Regions from separate parts of the Mus musculus genome. Here regions 2, 3, 4, 5, 6 and 7 are each linked to region 1. Evidence: chromatin contacts called from public targeted proximity ligation data. All regions are on one chromosome and are shown on one strand. The core of a region is the stretch at or near the end of the contact, and the rest is flanking DNA. Distances in the headings are between cores, read along the strand shown.

Evidence for each region.
Region 2: a targeted proximity ligation map of memory CD8 T cells shows a contact between it and region 1, with 14 read pairs. A contact is called at or near these places in 2 of 39 promoter capture datasets (pre-B cells and stem cell-derived epiblast-like cells), 1 of 484 Hi-C or Micro-C datasets (embryonic stem cells) and 2 of 130 datasets of targeted methods (embryonic stem cells and memory CD8 T cells).
Region 3: a contact with region 1 is called in a targeted proximity ligation map of pancreatic cancer cells. A contact is called at or near these places in 4 of 39 promoter capture datasets (cranial neural crest, embryonic stem cells, hippocampal neurons and 1 more) and 6 of 130 datasets of targeted methods (the NIH/3T3 cell line, T-cell acute lymphoblastic leukemia, embryonic stem cells and 3 more).
Region 4: a contact with region 1 is called in a targeted proximity ligation map of pancreatic cancer cells. A contact is called at or near these places in 3 of 130 datasets of targeted methods (memory CD8 T cells, microglia and pancreatic cancer cells) and 2 of 9 other capture datasets (adipose tissue and pancreatic islet).
Region 5: a contact with region 1 is called in a targeted proximity ligation map of memory CD8 T cells, with 28 read pairs. A contact is called at or near these places in 1 of 39 promoter capture datasets (hippocampal neurons), 1 of 484 Hi-C or Micro-C datasets (embryonic stem cells), 5 of 130 datasets of targeted methods (the 230-238 cell line, the SCID.adh cell line, bone marrow-derived macrophages and 2 more) and 1 of 9 other capture datasets (adipose tissue).
Region 6: a contact with region 1 is called in a targeted proximity ligation map of pancreatic cancer cells. A contact is called at or near these places in 3 of 39 promoter capture datasets (cranial neural crest, liver and stem cell-derived epiblast-like cells), 4 of 484 Hi-C or Micro-C datasets (cortical neurons and embryonic stem cells) and 6 of 130 datasets of targeted methods (embryonic stem cells, epiblast stem cells, extraembryonic endoderm stem cells and 3 more).
Region 7: a contact with region 1 is called in a targeted proximity ligation map of extraembryonic endoderm stem cells. A contact is called at or near these places in 6 of 130 datasets of targeted methods (embryonic stem cells, epiblast stem cells, extraembryonic endoderm stem cells and 3 more).

What each region holds. Positions count from the first base shown.
Region 1 is chr19:3,573,505-3,577,897 of GRCm38.p6, forward strand. It overlaps Ppp6r3 (protein phosphatase 6, regulatory subunit 3), which reads right to left and starts at 2,245. Exons shown (of 24, transcript NM_028999.1): 1 at 2,137-2,245. It overlaps n-TAagc9 (a tRNA gene), which reads left to right and starts at 2,759; the gene lies at 2,759-2,831.
Region 2 is chr19:4,056,949-4,061,341 of GRCm38.p6, forward strand. Gstp3 (glutathione S-transferase pi 3) reads right to left here and starts at 2,499. Exons shown (of 7, transcript NM_144869.3): 1 at 2,476-2,499; 2 at 2,311-2,346; 3 at 1,787-1,893; 4 at 1,581-1,668; 5 at 1,138-1,241; 6 at 940-1,047; 7 at 525-770. The coding sequence starts at 2,476. The coding sequence ends at 582.
Region 3 is chr19:3,997,997-4,002,389 of GRCm38.p6, forward strand. Nudt8 (nudix (nucleoside diphosphate linked moiety X)-type motif 8) reads left to right here and starts at 2,584. Exons shown (of 4, transcript NM_025529.3): 1 at 2,584-2,851; 2 at 3,200-3,332; 3 at 3,632-3,709; 4 at 3,800-4,106. The coding sequence starts at 2,658. The coding sequence ends at 4,027. It overlaps Tbx10 (T-box 10), which reads left to right. Exons shown (of 8, transcript NM_001001320.1): 6 at 186-253; 7 at 474-568; 8 at 963-1,516. The coding sequence ends at 1,252.
Region 4 is chr19:3,933,012-3,937,404 of GRCm38.p6, forward strand. Unc93b1 (unc-93 homolog B1, TLR signaling regulator) reads left to right here and starts at 2,175. Exons shown (of 11, transcript NM_019449.2): 1 at 2,175-2,341; 2 at 2,751-2,892; 3 at 3,258-3,411. The coding sequence starts at 2,183.
Region 5 is chr19:3,281,228-3,285,620 of GRCm38.p6, forward strand. Mrpl21 (mitochondrial ribosomal protein L21) reads left to right here and starts at 1,815. Exons shown (of 7, transcript NM_001347420.2): 1 at 1,815-1,944; 2 at 3,533-3,590; 3 at 4,083-4,168. The coding sequence starts at 1,845. Ighmbp2 (immunoglobulin mu binding protein 2) reads right to left here and starts at 1,783. Exons shown (of 15, transcript NM_009212.2): 1 at 1,474-1,783; 2 at 192-361. The coding sequence starts at 1,559.
Region 6 is chr19:3,849,666-3,854,058 of GRCm38.p6, forward strand. It overlaps Chka (choline kinase alpha), which reads left to right and starts at 2,108. Exons shown (of 12, transcript NM_001271496.1): 1 at 2,108-2,748. The coding sequence starts at 2,411. It overlaps Gm51271 (predicted gene, 51271), which reads right to left and starts at 1,151; the gene lies at 1,102-1,151.
Region 7 is chr19:3,831,071-3,835,463 of GRCm38.p6, forward strand. No RefSeq gene overlaps it. Among named protein-coding and RNA genes, the nearest start is that of Gm51271, 18 kb to the right of the region's middle.

The sequences.
Region 1 (4,393 bases), core at 995-3,494:
AAGCACCCAGGAACAACAGCCACTCCCCAAGCTACAAGCTGAGCACATCCTTTCCGAAGTGGTTGGGACTACAACATCAGATTCAGATTCTGAAGGCTGGCAGCCTTTACCAGTTTAAGTTCCCTAATAGAAACTGCTACACAATCTAAGTTTCATACTCAAAAGCTGTCAGGTTTCAGAGCATTCAGAAATTAGGCATATTTAACCTGTACCTTTGCTGAAGCTCTCAAGACTGCAGCTTTTCAATTGCAATAACAACCAGGAAAATCTAAGAAATCCTCATATTATGATTTGGGGCAACTACACAGAAGCAGTGCCTAGAAGCAGCAGAGGAGGGGTGCTGTTTAAGATCCTGAAGGTGTTTTCTATGCATAAGTACTGGTTTAGACAAAACGCTTTCAAGTGATTTAATAGATTTTCAACATCTCATGGAAAAATTAAAATAACTTCCAGTAATTTTTTTTAGCCCAGCTGATCCTTAAACACATGGCTTTCCTAATTGTACCTAAACACTTAAAAGTTAATTTTGAACTAGGTGTGGTGGTACACACCTCTATTCATAATGCTTGTCAGGTAGAGGCAGCAAGATCAAGAATTTGAGGCAGCCTTAGCTGAAAAGGAAAGTCAAGAACATTCTAAACTACTATCATCTCAAAAAATAACTAAATAATGAGTCCGGTGCAGTGGTGCATGACTTTATTAATCCCATTATTAAAGGCAGAAGCAGTAAAGATCTTCCCACCACATAGTGAGACCCTGCCTCAAAAACAAACAAAATCATCAAGATCAAGTTGAATTTGAGAGGTATGGTCACCACTGAGCTGATTCTATTCACAAAGCACGATTCTAGCTGCTTTGTGCTAACATATTTACATATATACTCAGTTACAGTCTAATATGAACATGTTAGATAAAATTGGGACCTAACATGAGATAAACTTATGAAACAAACTTATTTTCATGGGTTACAGGGGCAGCAAAGAGGACTAATTCGCCCAAGGTCACAGGACTAGAAAGTGACAAAGGAAGATGTAATTTTCAGGTGGCCCATAAGAAAGCTCAAACACCACTGGCAACAGGGATCTTGCACCTTGCAATTTCAAGGAACATTTTAGTGGAAGGAGATCTTAAGTTCCTTTCTTACGGGCTGTGTCAACTGCAACATGACCTTGAGGGCAAAAACCAAAGTAAACTTGACTTAAGAAAATGAAACAGTATCCATATTAACAAGTGCTCTGATGCAAGGAAACCTTCTAAGTGTCCCCTCCCCCAAGCCAAAGCAAAACATAAACAAAGCTCTGGCCCATTCTAAAGAGACCACAGCAGGTAGGCGGCAAATGACAGTAGGACATGCGGTGGAGAAGTACAGACACAGAGCTACCGAGACCACTCATTCTGTCCCACCTACAACTTCAAGTCCAAGTTCTAATGAAAGACAACGGGACTGGGGAGAAAAAGACCTCCAAGTTAACAGTGAGCCGAGCTTTAAAAGCGAGGTGCTTGAAGCCACAAGAAGGGTAACTCCTCACTTCAGCTCCAAAACACCAGGGAATCTCCAATGCCCGCGTCTGTATAAAAGAGAGACTCAACGGCGGAGGATGAAGATTCACTGCGATGGCCCCGAGAGACTCGGAACTGGTTTTTGTGTGTTCCGATGACTCTGCTAATGCCCAGAAACCCACACAACTTGTTTCTCAGAGGACAAGAGTCCAACAAAAGCCTTCGCGAAGCTCTCCAGCGAGTTGACAAGCTCCAGGAGATCCCGAGAAGTCGCTGTGAAGGCCCGGGCGCGGGAGCCGGGGAGCTCGCCCAGGACCCCCGACTTGGCTCGGGGCGCGCCTCGCCTCGCCTGGGCTCCCGCCGAGCCAAGCCCAGAGTCACCTCGGCGTCCAAAGTTCGCAGTCGGCTCGGCTGACTGCCAACGCTCGGCCCGGCTGACAGGAGCGGGCGGCCCGGTCCTGGCCAGGACTGGACGCCGCCTCCCGGGCCGCCGAAGCTGCCGATTCCGGGGGGGAGGGGAAAGGGGCCGGGACGCTCCCTCCCCACGCCGCCGGGACCGGACCACCGCCACGATCGGTCGGCCGCTTGCCCGCGCGACCCGCACACTCCGCGCCACCGCCCCCTCCCCTGAGTTACCTGGAGGCGCCCAAGACCCGCAGTTAGTCGCGCTCAGGCGGGAAAAAGGTTCACCGACACCATCAGCGAAGCGCCCAAAATGGCGGACGTATCAAGCAGGCCTTGAGTTACCCCCGCCCTCCCTCCGGCCGCCCCGCAGCCAATCACAGGATAGACCCCGCCCCTTCACACGGATCATTGGCTTGTCTCTCCCGCCCCCCACAACCTATTGGACCGCCCAGCGGTTCCCTCGACTCCACTTCGATTGGCTTTGAGGTCTTGTCAGTCAAACGCGAGAGGCGCATTCTTTTTCCCATGGTCTTGACGGATCCGGAACCTCTAGACCCCGGAGTCTGAGAAACAAGTCAGAAATTGGGAGAAGCTTAGGCTGGGTCCCTCTGCCCCGTAGCAACAGCGGGGCCTCGCGTGACAGACGCTTGGGACCACCAATCCGCATAGTCAATGTAGTTTAAAACAAATGAACCAAACCAATCCCGGCTGTGTAGCTCCGGATGCGAAGAAGCCAATGGGGTAACACAATGACAGCAGGCGGTGGGGTAACGGCCGCGGGGGACGAGGGGGGGGGGAAAACCGGTGATGACGTGAGTCACAATACAACCTGCGACGGAAGTTAATTATAGCTGGGGAATTAGCTCAAATGGTAGAGCGCTCGCTTAGCATGTGAGAGGTAGCGGGATCGATGCCCGCATTCTCCATAGCATAGTTTTATCGAAGACCTTCAATTAAATTACTTCAGACAAAGTAGAGTGGCATCCCTGAAAATGGGGTCAAAATGTAAGGTTTCTTAATACAAAGGAAACCAGGCTGTATCTTTTGTCACAGAGAAGAATTTTACACATGAATTTCTTCCAACTGCTAGTGTCCTATACGTATAGTACTACACATTTACCTTGCCCCAGAACTGGGGTCCTGGACATCAGGGTCCCTACTCTCAAGTCTTGCACTTAACCACTGTCATGGCTAATCCTGGTTTTTAATTCTCCTGGGGCTGTCTAAAAAGGTGAAACTGAGCTGACCACAAGCATTCTCTACCTCCTGGCTGGTTGTGATGTGATGTGATGTGATGTGACGGGCAGACTCCCACACCTGCTCCCTTGACTTCCCTGCCATATTGGCCTCGACCTGTGAGACAAAATGAACCTTTTCTCCCTAAAGTTGCTGTTGTCAGAATATTTTATCACAGCAACAGGAAAAGATACCAAGGTGCTCCCCTTGGGTCCCTATGAATAATCTGCCTGGTTCAGTGTGGACAGGACCATAAGTTCAGGCACGCTGCAGCTGGCCACCATAGTCAACAAAGTCTCTGAGTCTTGGAAGTCTTTCATGAAGCAGGCCTTCCCATGCCATCTGGAAAGCAAGTGACCAAGGTGATCAAGCTAAGGGACAGACTCTTTTGGGAAAGTAGTAAGTCATAGGACAGGACAGAGCTCTAAATCCCTGGGGTGTTGGTAGCAGGGAGGGGAAGGGTGTTACAGAGACCCCAGGGTGGGGCCTTGGAGCTTCAAAGGCAGGACGAGCCCAGCTATGATGGGAGACTGGATAGCAGAGGTAGCTGAGTCACACAGACCTTGAGTGGCAATGCTCACACCTCAGACAGGGAGCAGTTGCCTGCATATCTCTTCCAGTAGGTCCAGCAGTCCCAGGCCCAGGCTTCACTGAAGCTCAGAGAGCACAGAGCTTATCTCCTGAGTGTCTCCTCTAGGCCACCTCTAGGCATCTATCCCCTGGGAAAATGACAGAGCCTAGCCCTTGGACTGGAGGAGACAGGACCTGCCTTGTTGGACACTCAGTGCTTTCTCCGGGTTCCCAGTCTCTGAACCCCCCCCCACCCCTGTTCTTTACACGGGGTCCAGCATGCTTGAGTCCTCCACCTCACTCATTCTGGCTCTGAATTCCACTACCAGGATAACAAGAGAGGGCTGTGCAGTTATGCAAACCCACCCTGGCCTCCAGTCCACCTTCCAAGAGAGCTGTTCCTGGAAGCAGATTCCAGAAAGAGTTCATTGCTAGTAGATCCACATCATAGTCCCCATTGTACACACTAGCTAACTACGGACCAGAGCATTCTGTCACCAGAGGCCATATAGGGGTTGGGTGACCTTGGCCAGGTGACCTAACCTTTCTGACTCTCCAGTTCTCAGAAGTACAAGTGATAACAACTATCAGCCAGGGTCAAGCACACCACTCCAGGCACTTAAGAGAGGCAATAAATGTTAACTCTGGAACGCAGAGGCTAGAAGGCTTGCCTGAGGCCACA
Region 2 (4,393 bases), core at 1,249-3,748, 480 kb after region 1:
ACACTGGGGACTTGCTGATGGCCTGCAAGTGGGATAGGAGAATCCAACTGTCCATGGCCTCAGATAACACATGAGAACTGGCCACATGCTTACACATGGGACACACTCAAATATATGTGTCACTCCTGAGGGTAAGTGTCTGCCCAGAATGAGTTCACCAAATGAGGATTTAACTAGCTGATACCCTTAGGGCTATAGCTGTATTCCTCTTGGATGAGGGAACCCTGTAGGATTAAAGGTCAGTCGCCTCCCAGCAGGAAGTCCTCTAGTAGGACCTGGAGGTTTAGAGCCCTAAAGGCCCTCTTTCCTGGCAGCTCTGGGCCTGACATTTTAGCAAGGGTAGCCTAGGTGTCAACACGGTGTCTTCATCCTTGCCCCTTAAGCTCACTGCTTTTTTTTTTTTTTTTTTTTTTCCCAATAGGCCCTGGCTGTCCTGGAACTTTGTGGACCAGGCTGACCTTGAACCCACAGAGATTCGCCTGCCTCTGCCTCCCAAGTGTTAGGATTAAGGACAAGCCCTGCACTGGCTCCTGCCATCAGTTTTATTGGTCTGGGGTGGGGGCTGGGGGAGGCAGGTGGACTCACATCTTTATGCAAGCAGCCAGGGGCCGGTTCACATGCTCAGGAGACTCCAGGAAGGCCTTGAGCTTGGGTCGGGATTTGAGGCGCGCCACATAGGCGGAGAACAGGGGAAAGTCATTCAAGTAACCAGGAAACAGGAGCTCGAGATTCAGAAGCACGTCCAGCAGGCGGTAGTCCGCGAAAGAGATCTACAGGACGGGGGAGTGACAGGGCTGGAGCTGAGGCAGGACTGGGAGAAGCGCCACAGAGCAAAGCACTGGATGCTCCCTGCTTCTGCCTCTGCATCTGGCCTCAGTTTACCCCTCTGAGAAAGGATCTGGCAATGAGTGGGTGGGGAAAGGCCTACCCAATGCTCACCTGGTCACCAACAATGAAGGACTGGCCACCCCTGTTCTGGGCCAGGAGAGTTTCAAATGGCTTCAGGTGTCCCGGAAGCTCCTTCTGATACTGGTCCTTGCCCTCCTTCTGTGGTCAGAAATGTGCAGCCAGAGTGACCGAAGTGATCTCCCTTTCCTGCCCACCACGCTTGGTCACTAGCCTGTGGCTCCTACATACCAGGATATGGCGATACTGCCGGGCAATGCGTCTGAATAGGTCTTCCAGTCCATCGTTCACCATGTCCACCAGTGCTGCCTCTTGTTGGTCTTTGCCATAGAGCCCTGGGTCAGCGGGCAGGCAGCAGGCTCAGGTTCTGTACTTGTCCCTACATGTCCACTCAGTCTCAGCCTGGGTCTACTCTCTAACCTTAATTGGAGGTCTTCCCTGCCTACCTCTGGGATGTCATTAGAAAAATGATACAAGTTGGAAACTCACAGCCCTGGCTGTACAGACAGCGACCGCCCAGCAGCACACCAGTAGCCTTCTGGAACCTGGGCCCTGCATGATCCTCTAGGGTGACCCAGGTGGGACATTGGTGGCTGCAGGTGAGGCAATTCAAAGCCCCAGGACATTTTGAGGAACATCTCAGGTGTCTCTCAGGGCTTGGCTTCTGGACTCACCGAAGGAGCGGCCCAGGTGCCGTAGGATAGTATTGGATTGGTACAGGGTGAGCTCTCCATCCTGGAACTTGGGGATCTGTCCAAACAACTGGGAGAAGATCCCTCTGTAAGGGGTGCTGAACCTGGCTGCCCCCAATCCTAGACACAGCACCCTAAGGCTGCGCCCCAACCGAATCCCCAAGGGGGAGAGGGAGACAATTACTCACACAGGAAGCCTTGAATGTGCCTTGCTCCCAAACATCCAAGGTCACCACCTCCTCCTTCCAGCTCTGGCCCTGGTCAGCTAGAAGCATGCGCATAACCTCACAGCGCCCTGTATGGGGGTGCAGGATGAGGACACAGCGAAGAGATCTACTCTCAGAGCATCCTGGGAGAGTTTGGGAGAGTGGAAAGCTGACAAGAGGACTACACTAGCTTGGGAGCCTCATAGGGAGGGGAGATATGTGGTGATAGAGGCCATGTCCTAACATTATCTTGGAATGCGAAGACCCAGCCCCACCATGGCACAGGGAAGGAAGGAAAAGTGACAGACAGTGCAGCTATCTACGGAGGCTAAGAGGGCAGTCCTGGCCCCACCAACCACAACTGTAGTCCTGCCCCAGGTCTCTGTCCCGGCCCGGCCCCAATACAGTCTTGGTCACGCCCTTCCTACACCACTGTTGGGGATTCCCAGGAATGACCCAGAAGACTATTGTTTGTGCCCTTCGTCTTGAAAGTGCTGAGGCCACACCTCGGGAAGGGAAATAGACGATGGTGTAAGGTGGCACTAGGAGAGATAGACAAAAAGCACGATGAAGGAGGACCTTGCCTGGGCTGCAGGGCCAAGGAGCGGTTAGTAGCAGGGGTGAGGTGGGGGTATAATTGCCCCCGCCCTTGCCTCCAGGTTTCTCCTTACTGTTGGGCGGATACAGTGTGGTGCAAGCTCAGCAGGAAGAGAGGAAGTGATCGGGGCCTTATATTGACAGGAAGACTCCACCTCCTCAGACATCCCACACTGCCCCAGAAACAGACCAAGTCCTGGTGTTCAGTGTACCAGCTTCCTGGCAGACGTGGTGGGGGAGGGCAGACTCACCTTTCTATCTGTGGTGCAATATGCTACTGGAGTTTTGCAAGAGGCACACATGGTCACATGATAAGCCTCCCACTTAACACGCCCAAACCACTCGGTTTCTTGTGTGCTCAGGGGTTTGGACAGTGCCTTATATGCAGGTAGGCCTCTACCAACAGTACATGGTATAATAATAAGTGCTCCTTGTAAAAATAAGGCAATGTAGAGGAGCCGTGGTTAATCCCAGCACTTGGGAGGAGGCAGAAGCAAGAGGATCTCTGAGTTCAGCCCAGTCCGTCTGGTCGACAGAGTTCCAGGACAGCCAGGGCTCCAAAGAGAAACCATGTTTATAAATGACAAAAAATAAATAATAACAATAACCATAATAATGGCAGTGTCACCTGGAGTGATGGCACACACCTTTAATTGCAGCACTCAAAGTACAAAGGAAGGTCGGGCGGCACGCCTTTAATCCCAGCACTTGGGAGGCAGAGGCAGGCAGATTTCTGAGTTCGAGGCCAGCCTGGTCTACAAAGTGAGTTCCAGGACAGCCAGGGCTATACAAAGAAACTCTGTCTCGAAAAAAAAAAAAAAAAGTACAAAGAGAGGCAGCCCTTTCGAATTCAAGGCCAGACTGGTCTACAACCAAGATCACCAAGCCAGCCAGAGCTATATAGCAACCAAGCCAGCCAGAGCTATATAGCAAGAGCCTGTCTTTTCAAGAAAAGAATAAAGGGATTTAAAAAAAATTTTTTTAAAGATTTATTTATTATTATAAATGAGTACACTGCAGCTGTATTTAGACACACCAGAAGATGGCATCAGATCTCACTATGGGTGGTTGTGAGCTACCATGTGGTTGCTGGGATTTGAACTCAGGACCTTTGGGAGAGCAGTCAGTGCTCTTACTCGCTGAGCCATCTCACCAGCCCTAAAATTTTTTTTAAATATTTATTTATTTATCACATGCAAGCACACTGCAGCTGTCCTCAGACACACCAGAAGAGGGCATCCAATCCCACCACAGATGGCCGTGAGCTACCATGCAGTCGCCGGGACCTGAACTCAAGACCTCCAAAACAGCAGCCAATGCTCCCAACCACTGAGCCATCCCTCCAGCCCCCCCTTTTTTTTTAAATAAAGGGATTTTAACTAATGAACTATCCCCTCCTCTCTTGGTGATGCTATAACAGAAAACTCTTAGCAAAGAGTTAAGCCTTACATGTACCAGTCCTCAAGGCTAGCACTGTTCCTTGTTTGTAGAGAAATTGAAACAAAGAATTGACGTGGCATGCCCAAGGTCACTCAGCTAGTAAACAGGATTTAAACTTGTTTGGTCTGGTTAGTTCCCTGGGAACCTCATGTCTGTCTGTCTGTCTTCTATCTATCATCTATGCATCTGTCTATCTATCTATCTATCTATCTATCTATCTATCTATCTATCTATCTATCTATCATCGACACTGTGCTTCTCTGTTCTCTGTGTAGCCCTGGTTGACCTGGAACTTGCTCTGTAGAGCAGGCCAGCTTCAAAACCATAGAATGCCACCTGTCTCTGTCTCCTGAGTGCTGGGATTTAAGGAGTGTGCCAGTACTGCCAGGCTGGGAACCTCACTTTTTAAATCCATTTTCCCCCTTTGATACCTTTTTGTTGAAGGGAACAGACTATGTCACTTCACAATGTGCTTCTGTAACATAAACCGTACCACTGGAGCAGGGCATGACAGTGCAGAGCTGGACTCAGTGCTGTGAGCACCAGGATGGA
Region 3 (4,393 bases), core at 1,334-3,833, 420 kb after region 1:
TCTGAGGGGCAGAGACTGAGGCTGGAGGGGGCCTCTGTCCCCTGGACATCTGCCTTCCTGCTGGCACTGGAGACCCTGGGCCAAGGGGGTCTGGGTCCTGCTGAGCAGAAGTTCCCAGGGCTAAGTGTGGGCTTCCAGGGCTCAATGGCTGGAGCCCAGTCTACAACTAAACTTTCTTTCTGTAGATCACGCAGCTGAAAATTGCTAGCAACCCCTTTGCCAAAGGTTTCAGAGAGGCTGACCCAGACTCATGGTATCGTCTCACTCCTGCCTTCTTGCTCTACGCCCAGCTGTGCCCTTCCCCCCACCCCTCCATCCCAAACAGCTGCTAAGGCCTTCACTCCTGACCTGCTTCATGGTCATGTCCTCTCGTTTGCCCTGGGATCCCCTATCTGACTCTGACCATAGCATCTGGAGTGGGGGTGGGGGTGCTCCCTTGCCCCTGCCCCCATTCCTGCTTGCCCTATCTTCAGGCCTGTGACCCCCCGGCCACTGCTCAGCATCCCTGCCCGGAGTCGTAGCAGCCTCAGTCCCTGCCTCCTTAAGGGCTCTGCAGAACGAGAGAAAGGTGAGGACCCAGCCCAAACACAATGGCAGGCACATAGGCCTCCAGGAAGGAGCTTCACCACGATGGGCGACGTCCTCATCCCCACCCCTACCTGGGCAGGAAGGCACAGGGAAAAGCAGGGCAGGGACAGGGTTCAGAGCAAAGGAGGGGTGCCTGCTGGGCTTCCTGGAGGCGGTGGATCCTGAGGGGGGCATTGGAGACTGAAGGCTCAGCTTGGGGCTGGGAGACAGTTGAATAGAGAAGGTAAGGAAGAAGGTTCAGGCAGAGAACAAAGATGAATACTACATAGGTCAAGATGTGTGGCCAGGGACAAGACAGACAACGTAGGCCTCAGTATTAGGACTGGGGGTGTGAGGGGAAATCTGTGGTCCACTCAGACCATTTTCTCCCTCAGATACCAGTAAAGCTTCCGCTTCCAGCTCCAGGACCCCTACTCAGCCACACAATCAGCTGCTGCCTGCCCCTGATGTCCTGCTAGCCCCTGCCACCTACAGACCCCTCCCTTACCAGAACCTGTACCCTGGATCCCCAAGCCGTGCTGGGCCCCCAAGAGCTCGGCTGGCACCTTACCCTCTCCCCAACATCAGCACGGCTGGAGATCAGGAGGACCCAACCCTCGCAGCTGGGCTGGGACTCCTGCCCACCTCTGCCTTGTGCTTGGTGTCTAATCAAGCCTCGCAGTGATGGCTGAGTGCTGTGGAAGCCCGTTTCCCCTGTGCCCCACCTCTCCTTCCCTCCTCTGTAAGACATCTCCTAAGGCGAGCAGCACAACTGGAAGCTCTACAGCAGTGGGTTCCTGCCTCAAAGTCAGTCTGGGGCCTGCCAGCCTTGGAATCAGGCCTACTTCCTACTCAAAAGCCCTGAATCATGCCCTGCTGCCTCGAGGATGCCTCCTCTAAATCCTGCTTCGAATGTCCTTCCCCCACATTAAACTGCTTGGCAACAGCAGTCACAGTACTTCTGTCCACAGGAACTCCCAGACCAGACAATCCCATCACCTTTATAAGTCTCCAAAAGCTGTACCCAGAGCACAGGGTGATGATAACTGGCTACACCAGCAAGGCTGCGGTTAACCTGGTGTGTCCCCTATTTTGTGCACCCATATAAGGATGGAAGCAGCTCAGAGAGGTTTCGGCTCACAGTCACACAGCAAAGTACAGCTGACACTCATCATTCTATTTAAATGCGATGCTCTAAGGCTGGTTCTGAGAGCCGGGGGTCATCGAAGTGTGCCTAATATGATAGATAGGGATCACACAGGCCAAGGTAGGGATGGGTGTATACTTGGAGAACTAGAGGTAAAAGGCCAGGTTGAAGTCCTCTCGGTAGTCTGGTGGAATAAGGCTGAGGGAGGCGCGTACTCTTCGTTCTCTTGGAGTGGGCGCCCAGAGGCACCTGATGACTCCGACTGTGCTCCGACCCAGAGCTCTTCCTGTGAGACGTTCTGGAAAGCACGGACACCCAGGAGACGAGAGAAAAGGGGCCCAGAAGATCTTCAGCAGCCAGACATCCCAACTCCCGAACCCGAAGTCAGGACCCATTCAATTCAGGTTACTCAAGCGTTCCGGAGACACAGAGTCCAAACCAACTGTGCCACAGATAGGGAAGTCCCTGGAAAGAAACTCAAGCGAAGCTGGCCGGCTTTTCCGGACACGCCTTCCATCAGCTCTAAGCCAGGTCTTTCCTTTAGGTGGCGCTCTGGTCCCTGTACACAAAACCGCTTCTGCCCTCATCTAGCAAACTCCGCCCCAGATGCCCTCTGTCGCCCAATAGCAGCAAAACCCGCCTTAAGCCACACCCCCGAGGTCTCCGAGGATCTGCATCAGCAGGCCTCGTCTGGAACGCCTCCGAGGTTTCAGCAGCCACTGCCTTGTCCATCTCGGAGGCTCTACCTGGGCAGGCTCCGTACCGCCGGCGTCCGAGGCTTTGCAAGGGCAGTCCCAGGCCTGTCCGCCTCTCATACCGGGCTCCGGGAAGCCACGCCTCCTTCCGGCTCCCACTTAGGTCCCCGCCCCGCGCTGGAGCTTGCGCGCTGCGGCGTTCCCTCCCTAGCGGGCTGATCCCCCACTGTGTCCCGGACGTCTGGGACATGCTGCCTGATGGCCTGTCCGCGGAGGACGAGCAGCGCTGCCGGCAGCTGCTAGCACGGACCACTGCCCGGTTACGCTCGCGGCCCGCAGCGGCCGCAGTGCTTGTGCCGCTGTGCCTCGTGCGCGGGGTCCCCGCGTTGCTCTACACGCTGCGTTCTAGTCGCCTGGTTGGGAGACACAAAGGGGAAGTCAGGTACGCCGGCCTTGCCGGCGCACTACCTGTGGCCCGCATACCCCTCTGAATTTTTCCCTTCATAAACAGGACTCTGCCCCTTACCGTAGACTGGAGAGAGGAGATCCGGGGCTCCCCTTCTTTGGCTTCGCCCTCAGCAGAAGTTGAGAACACCCGGGGACGATATCTGCACCACTGGGACACCATAGGCAGACATGGGGTGTCTGAGCCCTAGCATAGTCTTAGCCAGCTGCCAGACCCTCATGTCGTAATCTATATCACAGTGCCTGTCCCCCTTACTCTAATGGCACAGAGAGCTAAACTGCCTCCTGACGACCTGTGGTCCCAAGATTCCCTCTGCCCATTTAGTTTCCCAGGCGGTAAGTGTGATCCCGACGACCAAGATGTAATACATACGGCCCTTCGGGAGACTCAGGAGGAGCTGGGCCTAGAGGTGCCCAAGGAGCACGTGTGGGGTGTCCTGCAGCCAGTGTATGACCGGGTGAGCCACCCTCATCCTATCACAATCAGTAACCCTAGTGGCCGGGGAAGCCAGCCCCGCTCAGTCCAGGACAGGGTCCAGGAAGGCTTGCAGGGTAGGCTGCATCCCTCTAGGCTTGAGTGGCAAGTGGGAGGTTTCCTGGCGGTATACAGGTAAGGGGAACCTGTGAGGCAGCATGGCAAGAAACCAAGGACCGGAACTGGAGGGCTTCACCATGATTACCCAAGACACCCGGATGGCAGGGTAGGGTCTGCTTCCTAAGTTTGCTCCTTCTGACTCTTCACCCTTCTCCTACCCAGGAAAAGGCAACCATAGTCCCAGTACTTGCCAACGTGGGCCCACTGGATCTGCAGAGCCTTAGGCCCAACCTTGAGGAGGTGAATGGTGACTACTGGGGAGTTGGGCTGTCCTAACAGGGGACTCACAGGCAGTCCTCTGTCCACCCTCTTTCTGTTTCTTGCCTACAGGTGGATGAAGTATTTGAGATGTCTCTGGCCCACTTGCTGCAGACACAGAACCAGGGGTATACCCACTTCTGCCAGGGTGGCCACTTCAGCTACACACTGCCTGTCTTCTTGCATGGACCACACCGTGTCTGGGGCCTCACAGCTGTCATCACTGAGCTCACCCTGAAGCTGCTGGCCCCTGGCTTCTACCAGCCCTCCCTAGCTGTTCCTGAGCTGCCTAGGGGTTGAGGCCTGCCTGGCCTTTAAGTGCCTCTGCCATCATTTGGCCAGGCTAGTCCAGAACCGATTAAAAGAGTGTTTGACAGCTCTCCTCTGGCATCTTCCGTGTGGAAAGCGAGCCATGGGGCGTGGTAGCAACCCTTGTGATTCCAGCCCTGGGGAAACAGATGGGTCTCTTGGGACTGCTGGCCAGCCAGTGTGGGCTACTTGGTGGGACACAGGCCAGTGAAAGATTCTGTGTCAAAACAAACAGGCAAAAAACATGGTAGAGGCTGGTGAGATGGCTTGGTGAGTGAAGGCACCTGTCACAAAGATTGATCTTTTAAGACCCACGTGGTGGAAGGAGAGAGCCAACTCCTGCAAGTTGTCCTCTGA
Region 4 (4,393 bases), core at 925-3,424, 360 kb after region 1:
ATACTGCTCAGTACTGGGGTCTCACCTCAAATTGTCATGGTCTAACTAGAGGTGGCAGAGATAGAAGCCTTGTCAAGTTCTCTGCTCTGCAAATCATAGTAGATGTCTACCCAGGGGACCTCCCTCACCTGACACATTTTTTACAGTCCACCTAAGTTTATGTATGTACATGTGTGTACAAATGCCACCTCATGCTATGGAGGTCAGAAGACAGCCCACAGAAATCGCTCTCTTCTTCCACTATGCAGTGCTCTAGGATTGAACTCGGGCAGTCAAATTAAGCAGAAAGCATTTCTACTAGTTGAGCCATGTCTTTGGCCCCAATTTCTGTTCTTAAATCAGTGGCTGACTGGGAAAAGGGCACAGATATTAAGGACATGATACTGGCCTCTGCTCTGGTACACAGAGACCTCAGCCAATGTGATTGAAGGGTGCATTCCTGAGAGGGGTGGGGCTTCTTTTGGGTGCTTCCTCTCAGCCTCTGTCAGAGCATTCACATATCGCAAACCTCACATATCACACACACAAACACACTACACACCATGCACACAATACACTATACACATATACCATACATACCACAAATGTTACATGTAAAATAAACATACATATACATACATATACACAATACACATATCACACATACATACACACATCACACACACATACATTACACACAAATACATACCACATACACTACATATCAAGCGCGCACACACACACATAGACACATCACACACAGAGACATATACACACTCATAGACACATCAGACACACACCACACACACAGTCACATCACACACACACACACACACACAGGCACACCACACACATAGGTACATCACACACACACATAGGTACATCACACACACACAGACACATCTCACACACACTCACACACACCCACACATACCCACACATACCCACACACACATACCACCTTGCCCTTTCCACTCAGTGCCCACTGAGCCCACTCCCTGTGGTACACCCCTCCCTATTCCAGCTGCTCTCTTCTCATTACGCCTCACCTGACCCCTCTATCCTATAGGATTGCATCCTCTCGGGGTCTCAAAGTCTACTGCCATTCCCAACAATATGATCACTCAGCCACAGGCTCACCACGGCTACCACATGAGACTGTAAACACTGGTGTCCACTCTGCAGCCACACAGCTTCAGAGCTTCCTAGTGTCCACTGTGTCCCTCCTGTCCTGTGTCTTCCATGCCCCAGATGATGGCACCACCCTCTCTCTGTTCTTTCACTTTTATTTTTGAGACAGTATCTCATGTATTCACTTCAAATTTCAAACTTGAGATGTAGCAAGATGACTCTTTGAATACCAGGTCTCTTTTCTCCACTTCTTGTATGCTGGACTTACAGGTGTGCACAGCCATGACCACCCCAGGATCACCCCAGGACTCTGCTCATGACAGGAAGCACCTGACCAACTGCACTACATTCCGCCTTTGCTCCCTTCATAGAGCCAACAAAAGCCCACCTTCTGCTTCACCACACATACAAAAGTCACACACAAACCAAAAACATATACAGACATGCCACACAGACAAACCATACCACATACACACACTAACCACACATTACAGACTGCATACATACACGTACACCACACACATACTACATACACCATACATACACACTGTACACACACATAAAACAAGCACACAACACACATACACACACAAACCACACTACACACATTGCACACACATACACATACACCACACACATCACATTCACATACTATATACACCGTACAGCCGGGAGTGGTGGCGCACGCCTTTAATCCCAGCACTCGGGAGGCAGAGGCAGACGGATTTCTGAGTTCGAGGCCAGCCTGGTCTACAAAGTGAGCTCCAGGACAGCCAGGGCTATACAGAGAAACCCTGTCTCAAAAAAACAAACAAACAAAAAATTATATACACCACACACAAATAAACCACAGCACATAAAAACCACACACACACACACACACACACCACACTACAGACTGCACACACATACACCACACACACATAAACAAAAATCACACACGCATGCACACACATGCACCACATATATACCACACACACATACCGCGCGCACACACACACACCATGGACAGTATTAGGAGGAGGCGGCCCACACTAGACGGGGTGGGGCCTACTAGACAGGGCGGTCTTTGATGAAGGAAGTCCCAACCAGCTGCTGGTGCCCAGAACTGCAAGCCCTTGATCTGGATCTGGTCATGGAGGTGGAGCCTCCGCTCTACCCTGTGGCCGGGGCCGCGGGTCCTCAAGGGGATGAAGACCGGCACGGAGTTCCTGATGGGCCAGAGGCTCCCGTGAGCAGGGCAGGGAAACACAATGGGACACCGGACCGACTGCCCCGCGGGGCACCCGGGGGGGGGGGGGGAAGGTCCCTGGGATGGGAGGCCCCCTGTACCCTAGGATGAGGGGCGGGGCTCCAGACTGGGGACCAGGGTCTCAGAGTAGGAACACACTCTGGAATAGGGGATGGGGCTCTGAGTGGAAAGCTGGAACCCGGAGTGGGGAGCAGGGATTTAGAGAAGAGACCAGGACTCCGGGTCAGGGGGACAGAGATCCAGAATTGTGGACTGACACCCCGAGTGGGGTGCGGGGGCCCTGGGATGGGGACTAGGACCCTGGATGGGAAACCTGAGTTCCTGGAAGCCGGGATAGGGTCTGGAGTCCGACCGGGGAGCCAACATGTGATTAGTGATTGGCCCGCAGTTGGACGAACTCGTGGGTGCGTACCCCAACTACAATGAGGAGGAGGAAGAGCGCCGCTACTACCGCCGCAAGCGCCTCGGAGTGGTCAAGAACGTGCTGGCGGCCAGCACGGGTGTCACCCTTACTTACGGCGTCTACCTGGGTAGGGAGGACACACTAACCCTGCTAGCCCTCTGCTTCCCCTCCCCCTCCACTCCCGAGCTTGGAAAGAGAAACCTTGCGGCTAGCTGGCCTCCTTCCCCTTTCACTTCCCGGGTCACATCTGCTGTTGCTGTGGCGTGCACTTGGGACTGGGAGGCGGGGTGTGCCACAAGCCAGTGTGCCCCCAACCCAGCCAGAGACTCGGTGCGGGAGGCTGGGAACGGGAGTCTTGTTCTTATCCTGGTCCTGATGAATACAGGAAAGGGTCGCTTAGGTGACTCGGCGCCCTGCCAGCCTTGCCGTGAGCTTGTTTAGTTGTTCTGAGCCAGACTGATTAGAGCTCTCTACGATGCTCCCTGTCCCCAGGCCTCCTGCAGATGCAACTGATCCTGCACTATGATGAGACCTACAGAGAGGTGAAGTATGGCAACATGGGGCTGCCGGACATCGATAGCAAGATGCTGATGGGTATCAACGTGACGCCTATCGCTGCCCTGCTCTACACACCTGTGCTCATCAGGTGCCAAACTTCTGTTTCCGCGCCCCCCCCCGACTTTGTGGGGTACAGAGACTGTTGGATCATAAGGCCACCTGCTGCCCTCCTATTTTGGACTGAGGCGAACTGCAGAGAGGCCTTGCTTGTTTGGAAGAGTGAGAAGGAAAAGGGGAAATCCCAGCTATAGAGGAGGAACCAAGAGATCCCCCATCCCCCCTCCCCCCATCTGCACATTTGGTTTCATGGGGACTCTGGCATCCTACCAGACAAACTGTGACTTCCTGGGCTACAGCCTTGAAACCCCCAGCACAGCCCAGGTTCTCAGCCCAGTGAGCCATGACTATGTTGAAAAAAAAAAGGTCTCACAGAAAAGGTCTTAGCTGCAGAGGCTCAGGTTGGTCAGGCTGGAGCTCTAGGGCACATATGGTTCAACCTCCAGGCCATTGCAGAAATGTTCCCCAGCCTGATGAGACTCCTGAAATGGGTAGATTGGGGAGGAAGGGTTTATTTCACATGATAGTCCATCATCCAGGGAAGTCAGGGCAGGAACTCAACCAGGTAGGAACTTGGAGGCAGGAGTGGATGCAGAAGCCATGGAGGAATGCTGCTTACTGGCTTGCTCAGCCTGCTTTCGTATAGAACCCAGGTCTACCACCCCAGAGGTGGCACCACCTAAGTGGTCCCCCCGCCCCCCATCCAGAAGCAATCTAGAAAATTCATCATAGGCTTGCTTCCTTACAGGCTAATCTGTTGGGGGCATTGACTCAGCAGAGATTCATTCTTCCCAAGTGACTCCAGTTTGTGTGTCAAGTTGACCATCAACTAACCTGCACACAGGCTCTCACCCAGGAGCCTCAGCTGACTCTCAGGATTCTTCTAGTTCAGCCTCCTGGGTGCTGGGACTACCGGCTGTGTTATCACGCTGGCTGGCTTTATACCTCTTAAAATGTATCACCTCTAATGCAGAGTAAAGTCTTATTTTGTTCCATCACACAGCCAGGGTAGC
Region 5 (4,393 bases), core at 565-3,064, 290 kb before region 1:
CTACACAGGAAATTTCAGACCCTGTCTCAAAACAGCAACAAAAGCAGCTATGCTGTTCACCAGGTTTGTAACCAGAAGGTTTTCACTGTAGTGCCACAGACTGTGTGGGTCAATTCTCCAGCCCTTCGGACAGCACAGGCCTTGATCTGACCACCAGCCATGGATGATACAAGCCCCCAGGGAACACGTACCAGAGGTGAAGCTGTTGCTAGGAAGCACCACTGCAGGTCCAAACTTCCTGGGCTCAAAGGTGACCAGCCGCTGCCCATACAGCCCTGTGCGCTGGCTGGATACCTGAAGCTTCAGCAAGCACACCCCTCGGCTCTGAAGCTCTCTCAGAGAACTGTGTTCCTGCCAGGACCTAGAAGACACCAAGCAAAACAGCTTCACTGTGCCTGCACAAGGGAGAAAGGAGTTCTGCTTATAGGCATTACGTATGCCCCAAAAGAACTCCGGATCCACTCTACTCCAATCCTACCTCTCCCCCACACCCCACGGGACAGGTACTGCCTAACTTGCTCCAAGTCAGCCAACACAGAATCTTATCATGTCTCTTTGCCATCTGCCATCTGTCTTTTGGGGCCCTCCCATTTATACCTGACTCTCTCTCTGCTTCTTACCACCAACACCCTAAGTGTGGTTCAAGGTCCCAGTTTGGCTTAAAGCATATCGCTTCATTCTCACAGCAAGCACATGGTGTGGGAATCACATGCCTTCACAGACATGTATGGGAAGGCCTAGTACACAATTCCATAGTCACACAGCCACAACAGCAAAACCTCTCCCTCATCATGACTGACAGACTCTCAGTCAACCAATCTACAGATTACACATCTGTAATCTCACAGACTGACTTCACGTCCTGCCTCCACGTGGGTTACCCTGGGTCAGTTACTTCGCCAGCCTTTGTCTATCCTTAGGGAAATGCATTACAGGAACTGCACTGTGGGATAGAGAAGTGGTGGCTCTGTCTGTTGCAGGCCTGTAGATATTCTCCTGAAACAACATGGCTCTTCAGGAATGCTCAGGCACCATACATGACATAGGCTTCATTAACTTTCCTCTAGGAAGCTGCTCTCTGGCACACCCCACTCCCTGGATCCCGAAGAAAACTTGTCCCACTCCCCATCTAGCACTGACCATCCTGTTAAGTCTCTCTCTTTCTTTCTTTCTTTCTTTCTTTCTTTCTTTCTTTCTTTCTTTTTCTCTCTCTCTCTCTTTTTTTTCCCTTGGGGTGGGGGGCCTCACTACAGGGTCTCCTGTAGCCCGGGTTGACTTCAAATTGGCTACGTAGCCAAAATGTGATCTTGAACTCCCGATCCTTTTGCCTCGACGCCCCGAAGTGACGCTGCTGTGCGGTCTTCTCCTAGGGCTGTCTCTGTGTGTTAGCCATTCACCCAGCCAACACTAGACTGGCTCCAGGCGGTAACTAAGGAGAGCTACAGAGGGCCTGGGACCTGCGGCCAAACTTACCTGCGCTCCTCCACCTCGGCGTCCCGCTCCAGCTCCAGCAGCTGTAGCTGCTGGGCCACGAAACTCTCCACGGTGGACGAGGCCATCTGCTCCGCGATGCAGCCCCTGACTGATGCTTCCTGCTCGGCCAGTTTAGTCCTGTGGGACCCGAGTTCCAGTCGGACCGTGTTCCCCACTGGACCAGAATCCGCAAAAGGCCCTGCGCTCCCAGCCAGGGCGCGGATTCCCGGCCGGTCCGTTTCCTGCGTTCCCCGCCAAGCCAGTGATTGCAGTAGGATCCCTGTTTCCCTGCTCCAGGTGTTCCCTACTGAGTTTGTGTGTTGACGCACAAGGTTCGCGCTGCTTCCGCTTCCGGTTGGGACTGTGGAAACATGGCTGCTGCCATAGCGGCCTCGGCATTGCCGGGCGCCTTCGGGCGGCTGGTGTCTGTGTGTAGCCGTAGCATCTTGGCATCCCAGGGATCCGGATCAGGTGAGACCAGGGAGGCCTGGTGAGGGAAGAAGCTAGCGGTGCTTCCGCCGTCTGCCGCCCGTGTGTCTGAGTCCACCTTGGCTCCTGGTGTGTTGGTTATGAGAGTCGTGAATATGGCACAGGGTTTGGAGTACGAGAACCTGGGATGAGAACGTGGTTCCTTCCGTTCATTGCTTAATACTGAGAAGTGCTCTTAAACTTAAGTGTAGGTCCTATAGTACAGGGACACAAATGGGTGTAGACAAATGACCTACCCAGGGTCATACAATGGGGATGTAAAGAAAGCGAGTTAGAAGCTGCTAAGTAGAGCATGGGTGTGGACAGTTGTCCTCGGGCTGCTAGCCACCCTCGGATCAGGAAAAAAAAAAATGACGTTGAAGAAAGGAGTGAGTGATTTTAATGTTAGTCTATCTTGAAACATAACAAGTAATGTGCCCTTAGTTTTGTTGACCCAGACCTTTTAGTTTGTGTATGTGTTATGTGTATGTATGTGTGCAGGTGGGTGTACATGCCCGTGTGGAGACCAGATGATGATGTCAGGTGGACACTGTTGTGTTCGACCTTTTCAGTTTCTTTCTTTATTTTTTTTTAAGACTTATTGTGATGTTTGTTTCGGGGGGGGGGGGGGAGGGTCCTTTCTGTGCATTTAAGTGAAGGTGCCTTTGGAGTCCAGAAGAGGGGGTCAGATGTTAATCCATAGATGATAGGAGAAAGGCCACCAACTCAAATCATCGTAGCCAAATTAATTAAAGCAAGCTTTTTCACTTGGGTATGCAGGCTGCCTCCACCTAAGACAGGGTTCAGGAGGTCAGCATTGGACACCCCTGAAATCAGGGTTTCTATAGTTCAGGGATAGGAGGTTTCCAAATGGGGGTGAAGCAGAACATAAGCGTAACCGGTTGGTCACAATAACCTTCTGAAACAAAAGTGCAGTTGCAAGGTAGTCGTAACAACAGGTTGTAATAATAACTTTGAAACAAAGGCATAGTTGCCGTTTTCCGGGACAGGTGGTATAAACCCATTTGTAGTTAAGGTGTGGCATAACCCAATCCTTGAGAAACAGATTTAATCATAAACAGAAATGAATCTACTTTTTCTCTACTATAAGATGGCTTTCCAGCTTAAGATAGAAGTATGCTGGTTTATCACAGATCCCTGGAGCTAGAGATGCAGACACTTGAGGCCTTCCATGTGGGTGCTGGGAACCAAACTTTATCTTCTACACGAACGGCAGCTACTCTTCCACTGACCTATTTCTCCAACCCCTCTCCACCTTATTTCTAAAGGTTTCTCAGTGAATCTGGAGCTGGCTATTTGGTTAGACTGGCTAACCAACAAGCCCTCAAGATCTGTTTGTCTCCACCCCCAGTGCTAGGGTAACAGAAGTACCTGGCATTTTATTTTAGTGCTGGTGACCTGAACTCAGGTTCTTACAGTGGGATAGCAGACACTTTACCCACCGAGCCATCCCCAGTGCTCCCCTGGACTGTTCACAGACAAGTTGTAATACAGTAGGTTAAACCATATGCTAGCAACAGATCTTTACATGTCATCAGAGTAACTACCCACCATGTTTCTCTTCTTACAGCCTCCCTCTGGTCTGCTTCTCGAAGGTTCAATTCACAGAGCGCTTCATATCCACAAGGGTAAAAATATCAAAATGTGGGTTTGGTGATTTTTCCACTTATCTGTAAATGTTACCTTCCAGTTAAAAGGTCTCTACATTTGAGGCTGGGTGTGATGGCAGACTTGGTAGCATAAGTCTTTAATCCCAGCACTTAGGAGGCAGAGGCATATGAACAGCCAGAGCTACACAGAAAAACCTTGTCTTTAAAATAAAATAACAATTTTTCTATATAGCTCAGTGATAGCACGTTTGGCCAACATACTTGAGGCCTTGGGTTCCTCCTTCAGCATAAATGTGTACACATGCATGCATGCATACATAGAATTCTGTCCCAACAGAAGTAATGCATGTGTGTATTCACAGTGATGTAGAGGTAGCGTTAGTGTTGTGGGTTTTATGCCCCTCCATAGCAAGCTTGCACAGCCTCCTGGTGCTTGCACACGGCTGCTGTTGGGGAGTTGAGGCTGCCTTTCCTGGGCATGTGATGTGTGCTTATGAAACCGCTTTGCAGATATGTTCCTAAGACCTCCCTGAGCTCACCACCCTGGCAAGAAGTGGTTCTGCCGGACCCTGTTGAAGAGACGAGACACCATGCGGGTAAGACTTAACAGGAGCTGGGCAGGGAGGCCTTTGTAGCCCTAGCACTTGAGAGGCCTAGGCAGGGGGATTGCTGAGAGTTTGAGGCCAGCCTAGGCTACAAAGTGAGACTCTATCTCAAAAAAGTTAAAATAAAAAGGGAAATGAATGGGTAGCGCTGAGTGTCCATTCCCACAGGTCACTGAGGTACATTGCCACAGGGCAAGGCAGCAGGTTTCTGAGTGC
Region 6 (4,393 bases), core at 858-3,357, 280 kb after region 1:
CTTTTTTGTTTTGTTTTGTTTTGTTTTTGTTTTTTGAGACAGGGTTTTCTCTGTGTAGCACTATCATCCTGGAACTTGCTCTGTAGACCAGTCAGGCCTTAAACTCAGAGATTCACTTTCCACTGCTCTTTGAGTACTGGGATTAAAGGAGTGTACTAAAGTGCACTCCTTCTTTGCTTAAAGCTAGTATCAAAGTGACAGATTCATTAAGGCAATTTCATATATGCCATTAAGGTTGCCCCCCCTCCCCCGTGTGTGTGTGTGTGTGTGTGTGTGTGTGTGTGTATTCCAGGCAGAGTTTTACTCTGGCTAGAATTTCTATGTGGGTCATATATGTTCATGTCCTTTCCAAGCCTTTCACTGGGGTGACCTTTTACTGCCACTGGAAGCTGTGCTCCCAGCAAGGCGCCTTGTGGGTTCTCATAGTCTAAACCAGAAGAGGTCAGAGAAAAAGTTAACTGCAAATTATAGAGCTCTCCTCTCACTTCTGGAGCAGCTTCCCCCTCAGCCAGCTTTCCAACATTCCTCTGAGATTATGGGGACTAGTATGAGGACAAAGGGCCAGTCCCCTGTGAAGGCCAGTGACACAGCCCCACCTCCACGTGGGCTGGTGTTTTCAAAGTCCTCCGTTCCCTTATCTAAATGCCTTCCTGAATGGAGACGTTGATTTCTTACTGTTCTAGCAACCAGTGGTATTCCTAGGCCAGGCCTCTTTTTTTTTTTTTTTTTTTCCCCTACTTGTCTGGAGTTCAACTCCAGGCCTAGCTCCACGGGATCGTCCAAAGTCTCTTTTCATTTGCACTCCTTCCCCCGCCCCCCCCCCCCCACTCCCCAGACAGTCTCACTATGGAACTTGGGCTGTCCTGAAACTTACTGTGTAGACTAGGCTGGTCTTCAGCCCATAGAGATCTGGCCTCTGCCTCTGTGCCTCTCAAGTGCTGGGATTAAAAGCATGTGCCATTATGCACAGATTATTTGCACTCTTTTGTTCAGTAAGATCACTTTTGGGGGAGTAAGTCCAGATAAGTACCTACCTACTCTTTTTGAAGAGTTTTTGGCTTCCAGCAGACTGTGAAAACCCACAAAGAAGCCATTTTCTGCATGCTGGGGTATAGCTAGAAAGAAATCTCTCTTTCTAGCTATACCCCACAACACAGACCTGTAGTTTTATATTCTTTGTAGCCTCAATTACTTCCTGGAAGGACTGAATGATGAGACCAAAGAATGAGGCAATGTGTGGGCATACAGCATAGGGGCCTTGGCCCCCTTCCATGCCCTAGGGCAAAGGTACATTAGTCATGGTCACGCGACTGGACAGCCCGGAAGAGGGGGGGGGCAGATGACAGCATCCACAAAGCCAGGAATCGCGAACCAAGCACCTTTGGCCGGCAATTCTGGAGGCCGTTGAGGCCAGTCTGTTAGGAAGATGTCCTGAGAATCTAGCTGACATCCTCAGCACCACGGACAGGGAAACTGAGGCTGCAGGCACGTAGAGGGGGAGGCTTCTCTCTGAGCGGAGAGCGCAGCCAGCTGGCAAGTGGGTGTGTGGCCTTGACCCAATCTCTTTTTGATATTAGACCTGCAGATGGATAACGCCTCCGGCCAGGAGTTGTATTGGGCATGGAAGCATCTCGAACAGGGCCTCGGAAATGTTGTAAAAACACACCCACAGAGCTCCTTTGGGAGCTGCCTTGCCCTAAGGTCACGCGGAAAGAGCAGCCAGCCTCCAGACACCATTTTCCTGCAAAGTCCCCGGGGCCTTTCAAATCATCACTTTCAGACCTGGGGGCGTCTAAGGAAAGTTTCCCTTTCAACATCCACTCTAGGGTCTGCCAAAGCTGCAGAAGCCTCGCCTCTCCTGCCCTAAGAGGCTCGAGTCCGCAAAGGCGCCACCTTGTGAGTGCAGGCAATTGAGATAGCCTTTACAGGACCCTCGCGACCCCTAGACAAGGCCCCGCCCCCGGTGCGCCGACCCCTCCCTCATCGTGGACTCACCGCCTGAGCCTAGGAGGGGCTGTGCCGCAGCCAATGGGAAAGCGGCGTGGCGAGGGTGGCGGCGGTTGTGATGCGCCAAAGCGTCCAATCAGCGGCGAGCGCGGGGGCGGGCGGTGACGCTGGGCTCTCCGCGTGCAGCGCTGTAAAGGAGCGAGCGCCGCGGCCCCCTATAGCAGTCGCCTGCCGTCAGCCTCCCGCGCTCGTCTCTCGTTACTGCTGCCTGACGTCCATTGCTGCCTCTCCCCGCCGTCGCCGACGTCGCCTCCCCGCGCGCTCCCACAACCGCCGCCCGGCCGGTCAGTGAAGCCGGCGAGCCATTCCCCGCGCCGGCCCCCAGAGGCGGGCATCCAGCCGGACCCTGAGTGTGGCCCTCTCGTGCTGTGGCCGCCCGCGCCTTCTCGGCCGCTTGTCCAGCATGAAAACCAAGTTCTGCACCGGGGGCGAGGCCGAGCCGTCGCCTCTCGGGCTGCTGCTGAGCTGCGGTGGCAACGCTGCCCCGACGCCCGGCGTAGGGCAGCAGCGGGACGCCGCAGGCGAGCTGGAGTCCAAGCAGCTTGGTGGCCGAACCCAACCTCTCGCGCTGCCGCCGCCGCCGCCGCCGCCCCTGCCGCTGCCCCCGCCGCCATCACCGCCGCTAGCGGACGAACAACCCGAGCCCCGGACCAGGCGCAGGGCCTACCTGTGGTGTAAGGAATTCCTGCCCGGAGCCTGGCGAGGCCTTCGCGAGGACCAGTTCCACATCAGTGTCATCAGGTCAGTGGCTGCGGCACCGCGCGGTGGTGGTGGGGGCGGTGGGGGGTGAGGCTGGAGGGCGGGGCGGGGCGGCGGCTTGGGTAGAGGTGATCGCCGCGCCGGTGTCCGGAGCACAAACCCCGCAGCGCGGAAGGCCGCCTGCGGGCGAGCTTTGAGAAAATGTGTGCTGGGTTGCCGTCCCTTGCGGAAGAACAATACTATGTAGTTATACAAGCACATTCTGTACCAAAGCTCAAAATAGATGTGTCTAGGAAGCCGTTTCTCTGCGAGGGCCTTGAATGAAAAAAGGGATGTTGTTCCCAGCACTCGGGAAGCAGAAGCAGGCGGATTTCTGAGTTCGAGGCCAGCCTGGTCTACAAAGTGAGTTCCAAAACAGCCAGCTCTACAGAGAGAAACCCTGTCTCGAAAAACGAAAAAAAAAAAAAAAAAAAAAGGAAAGAAAAGAAAAGAAAGAAAAGAAAAAGGGATGTTGTGGCTGGGCTTTAGAAAAAGAGGGAGGAGCCGGGCGTGGTGGCGCAAGCCTTTAATCCCAGCACTCCGCAGGCAGAGGCAGGCGGATTTCTGAGTTCAAGGCCAGCCTGGTCTACAGAGTGAGTTCCAGGACAGCCAGGGCTACACAGAGAAACCCTGTCTCGAAAAAACAAACAAACAAAAAAAAAAAAAAAAAAAAAAAGAAAAGAAAAAGAAAAAGAGGGAGGAAAAATCCCCGGGGAACTTTTCCTTGTAGTACTTCTAGTCTGTAGTTTGATCACAACCCCCTCCCGCTCCAGAAATTCACCTTTGGCACTCAGTGAGCAGAAGCAGGCGGATCTCTTTATTATTGAGGCCAGTTTGGCCTACATAGTAAGTTTCAGACCAGCCAGAGCTACATAGCAAGACACTGTCTCCAAAAGAGGTAGAAGGAAATTGATGTGTGTTATTGGAAGGTAGCAATCACTCCTGTCTTTCTGAGGCTCGTGTCGTGTACCCGTGTTACTGGCCAGCGTCTGGAGGTGTGGCTCCACAAATCATTGTGAAGTAAAATGAATTCCTCCTCCTCAATCTCAAGCCGGGCATGGTGGCGCACACCTTTAATCCAGCACTTGGGAGGCAGAGGCAGGCGAATTTCTGAGTTCAAGGCCAGCCTGGTCTACAAAGTGAGCTCCAGGACAGCCAGGGCTATACAGAGAAACCCTGTCTCGAAAAACCAAAAAAAAAAAAAAAAAAGAATCTCCTGTGGGCAGAGTGATCATGAACATCCTTAGGTATTGGAGCCTGGCCTTGAACCAATGAGGATCCTATAAGCAAGCATATTCACACACACACACACCATGCAGGTCGGGTTGTCTTGGAACTCACTATGTAGACAAGCTAGCTGGTCTCAGACTCACAGAAATCCACTGCCTCCCCTAGTGCTGGGATTAAAAGCATCTGCTGCCATGCCTGGCGTTCCCCACTTCTTTTACGTTTAAATATATTTCACCTTAGATTAGAAAATAGTTTTTTATGTATTTAGACTTACTAGAGAAATGTAACTGTACCCTTGCCATTTTTGCACAAGTGCTTAGCATTCAGTATTGAATACGGGTTGGGTTTTTTTGACCTTTAAAAACCCATTTGGTCATTTTCTACCAGTTTCTGTTTGATTGGTTGACCCAGTTGAGTG
Region 7 (4,393 bases), core at 926-3,425, 260 kb after region 1:
TTCAAATCCCAGCAACCACATGGTGGCTCACAACCACTAGTAATGAGATCTGACGCCCTCTTCTGGTGTGTCTGAAGATGACTACAGTGTACTTACATATAATAATAAATAATTATTTGGGCCAGAGTGAGTGGGGCTGACGGAGCAAGCAGGGTTGACTGGAGAGAGCAGAGGTCCTAAGTTCAATTCCCAACAACCACATGAAGGCTCATAACCATCTGTACAGCTACTCATATACATTTAATAAATAAATAAATAAATAAATCTTTTTTTTTAAATGGAAAGAAAAAAAGAAAGAAAAATAAAAAGAACCTAGGGTCATCCTGTCCAGACCCCGACCACCCATAATAAAGGTGAAACTGGGAGAAGTGTAAGGTAGGGAAAGAAGGCAAGGGTCTGTGAGGTAACATTCTTGATACCAGGGATTCAATAAAAAGGTGACAGAGACACATGGGAATGAGCTATTTTGTAAGTGAATTTCAAAATAAAAACAACTTTTTTTTTTTTTTAAGATTTATTTATTTATTATATGTAAGTACACTGTAGCTGTCCTCAGACACTCCAGAAGAGGGCGTCAGATCTTGTTACAGATGGTTGTGAGCCACCATGTGGTTGCTGGGATTTGAACTCTGGACCTTTGGAAGAGCAGTCGGGTGCTCTTACCCACTGAGCCATCTCACCAGCCCATAAAAACAACTTTTAAGAAACACTCATTGTTTTCTACTTGTCTTGCACGGGCTCAATGGGGCCACGGGCAGCTTGTCCAAAGGTCAGCGAACAGATAAAGCAGGGTGAGTGACCCAGCCGTCAATCAAATACAACTGAGAAAGAAGCCTGAAAAGTGGGGGAGCCACACTGGGTGCCCTTGGCATCTCCTGGGAGGGTACGGCTGCTGCGGCCCTTAGAGGTGGGACTCTTCTTTATCTGCTAACCCCTGGAACACCAGCTGCCCAGGGCAGGGATGCAGGGGATGTGTGCAAAGTCCTGGAGATAAGGATAGACAGGCTATCTAGGAGAGAAAGTCAGCAGGCAGAGCCCAGCTCGGGGCCCTCAGGAGACTGTGAAGGGAAAGGCGAGGACCAGAGTTCAAGTCCCAGCACCAACATGGGCATCATCAACCACCTATTACTTCAGCTCCAGCAGATCCAATGCTCTCCCTTGGCCTTTCAGTCACTGCACGCATGTAGTGTGCATACATACTTACATGCAGGCAAAACATCCATTCACATAAAATAAAAACAAAGAAAACTTTAATGAATAAGTAAACAATATTTAAAAATACACTTGGGGGGGCTGTTGAGATGGCTCAGTGGGTAAGAGCACCCGACTGCTCTTCTGAAGGTCCGAAGTTCAACCATCCGTAATGAGATCTGATGTCCTCTTCTGGTGCGTCTGAAGACAGCTACAGTGTACTTATGTATAATAAATAAATAAATAAATAAATAAATAAATAAATAAGGGCTGGTGAGATGGCTCAGTGGGTAAGAGCACCCGACTGCTCTTCCGAAGGTCAGGAGTTCAAATCCCAGCAACCACATGGTGGCTCACAACCATCCGATCACGAGATCTGACTCCCTCTTCTGGAGTGTCTGAAGACAACTACATAGTGTACTTACATATAATAAATAAATAAATCTTTAAAAAATAAATAAATAAATAAATAAATAAATAAATAAATAAATAAAATACACTTGGTCTTAGCCAAAAGGCCAAGAAGTGATAATATTTAGAAAATAAATAAGCCCAGTACACCAAACAAAGAAAAAAAAAAGAGTGTACACAGCAGAAAGATGTGTGGCTTTTTGTGGCCAGATAAGCTGGGAGGTCACAGAGCCTCCTGTGACCTAATTCCTAAATCTATTCTCTGGTTTCACACAATCTGTCCCAGCCCCAGCCCCAGGGCCACCAGCCATGGGAGCCTGGTCCTGCCCCTGCCTGACCCAGGGAGGAAGTGACTCAGGAGGCCTCTTTAGAGCTGAATGCAGAAGCCCGTCCAGCCCATAGATTCTATCTGCCCACAGTCATTAGAGTGCTGAGGCTGAGTGGGCCAGGCAGGTGGCTTGGATCCAGGCGGTCCTTTCCCCTTCCTATCTGGCAGCCTGAGCCACCCACTCTATGCCAGCGTGGCAGACAGTGCCAGGCAAGTGGCCAGGTCAGCAGGAGGAAGCCGCTGTTGACATGTGACAGCTATGTTTGCTTACCTGGGGCCACCCACCAGAAGAGTTAATATTCAACTCCCTCTAGACCCTGGAGCTGCAGCTGGGTCTAAGTGTGGTAACAGAGACCTGAGTCAGTTCTTGCCTTATAGAACATGTGCCTCAAAGCCCACACAAGTCTCTCGTGGGTTCCTCATCTCTGTTTCTAGAAGAAACCTGACCAGTGTCACTCAGACCACAGGGTCTACTTCACAGGCCTTGGGAAGACCTGAGGTCCAAGGAGCTATGAGGGGCCCTGGTGGGTTGGGGTCTGAAGTGGTGCAGGTGCAGGTAGGTGTAGCTCACAGCGCTGAGGTGTGATCAAAACCCGCTTCTTACCTGCTTTTCTCTGACTTGGACCCTCTCACAGTATCATTTCTGAGCCATCCCCGCTCCCACACTTCATGTCTCTCAAATGCACTCACCTCCTTCCACTCAGTTGTGATATCACAAGATACCCAGAGTCCTTTGGACCTGGCTAGGACTTGGCCCTGGGAAGCCTATGTGGGTTGGTATACATACGTTCAGGTACCTTCACTAGAGATAGAAACCTCCAGCCAGCCCAGCTACCCCAGTGTCTCAGCATCATATCCTGGCAGGGCTCAGAAAGACCTGAAGTTAAAGTCTTAGAGCTACACAGTTAAGAGCCCTGCACTTGTCATTGTCCCTCTGTCCTAGGGAGGCAGTCGCCCAGAAAGCCATACTGAGGAAAGGACTGTACCCAGGACCCGTTCTAAACCACTGAATCCCAGAAGAGGAGAGGCTGAAAGGAGAGACCAGCAGTTTGCTCCGTGTTGGGCCCTGGGTATAATAACCGTCTTGATTCACCCTGCCACTGTCACAGCCCTGGGGCCTGAGAAAGCGCTGCCGGAGGATGTGGGATGCAGTGTCCTCTGCTGGGCCACCTCTCAACACAAAGATGCCCTGCTCCTGGGAATTTCACAGCCTCCAACCCAGCATCATCCAAACGCAAGCAGCCTTCTGGGCCTGCCTCTGTTTACAGCCAAGAAACACAGACAGGGAAGCTAAGCTGAGCTAAGGGAGGGCGTGCAGCAAGCAGGGGCTGAGCTGCAGCAAGCAGGGGCTGAGCTGGTTGAGAACCTGCTCTCTATCCTCACTCCGAATCCTTTCCCTGAAGTGGGAAGCAGGGAGTAGGGTTCTGCATTGGCAAAGCCGAAACCAGTGTGGCAAGCACCCGGTCAAGGCCCTCCGGTCCTCAGTCACTAGGTCAGGTAACTAGGAGGCAAGAGAGGTGCAGGATGTGATTGCCACATGACTTCTGAACACCTCTATGTCTGCGGGACTGGCTGACTTTGGACTTGGTCTGAGGAACTACAAAGGTCTGTCATCCCTCACACACCCTGCTTCTGACGATAAAGCCACAATGGCCCAAGGCTGTCAGCAGGTGTATGTAGATACTTCTGGGCATGTTTCTGTGTGGATCTGAACATACCTGATGACACCTGGTATCTTCTTCTGTCACTCTCTACCTTTTTAGATTTTTCTAAGATTTATTTATTTTTCTATTTTATGTGTATGGGCATTTTATCTACATGTGTATCTGTGCACCATGTGTGTATAGTGCCAGGAAGTCAGAGAGGATGTAAGTGCTCTCGGGATTAGAGTAATATGGGGTTGTGAGCCTCCATGTGGGTGCTGGGAACCAAACTCAGGTCCTCTGCAAGAACAAGTGCTCTCAACCACTGGTCCGTTTCTCCAGTCCCCCCACCTTACATTTTGAGTCATGATCTCTCACTGCACCTGGAGTTCCTGCTTTTGGCTGAGCCAGATGTCCAGTGAGCTTCAGGGATCAACCTATCTCTACAATCTCCCACCCCCAGTGGGTATTACAAGCATGCATCGTACCATGACACAACCAGCTTTTTATGGGGTTCTAGAGATCTAAACTCAAGTCCTTGTACTTGTTTGATAGCCACATTATCTACTGAGCCATCGGCCCAGGCTCCTGCCTATAAAATGTATTATCTTACTCCATATCAGTGCTGTGGGCTGAGTCTAAGCCCTGTTACACTATGGGGCCACATCCAGTCCTTGGCTGTTGGTCTTGCTTTGGGACATCCCAGGGGCTTCAGATGTGAAACAGGTGTTTTTGCTTCTAGGTGGGGTTGAAATGAGATGATTCTCAGCACAATGTCTGGCATCTGATTTCCTGGTCGAGGTAGGAGAGACAGGTGGCC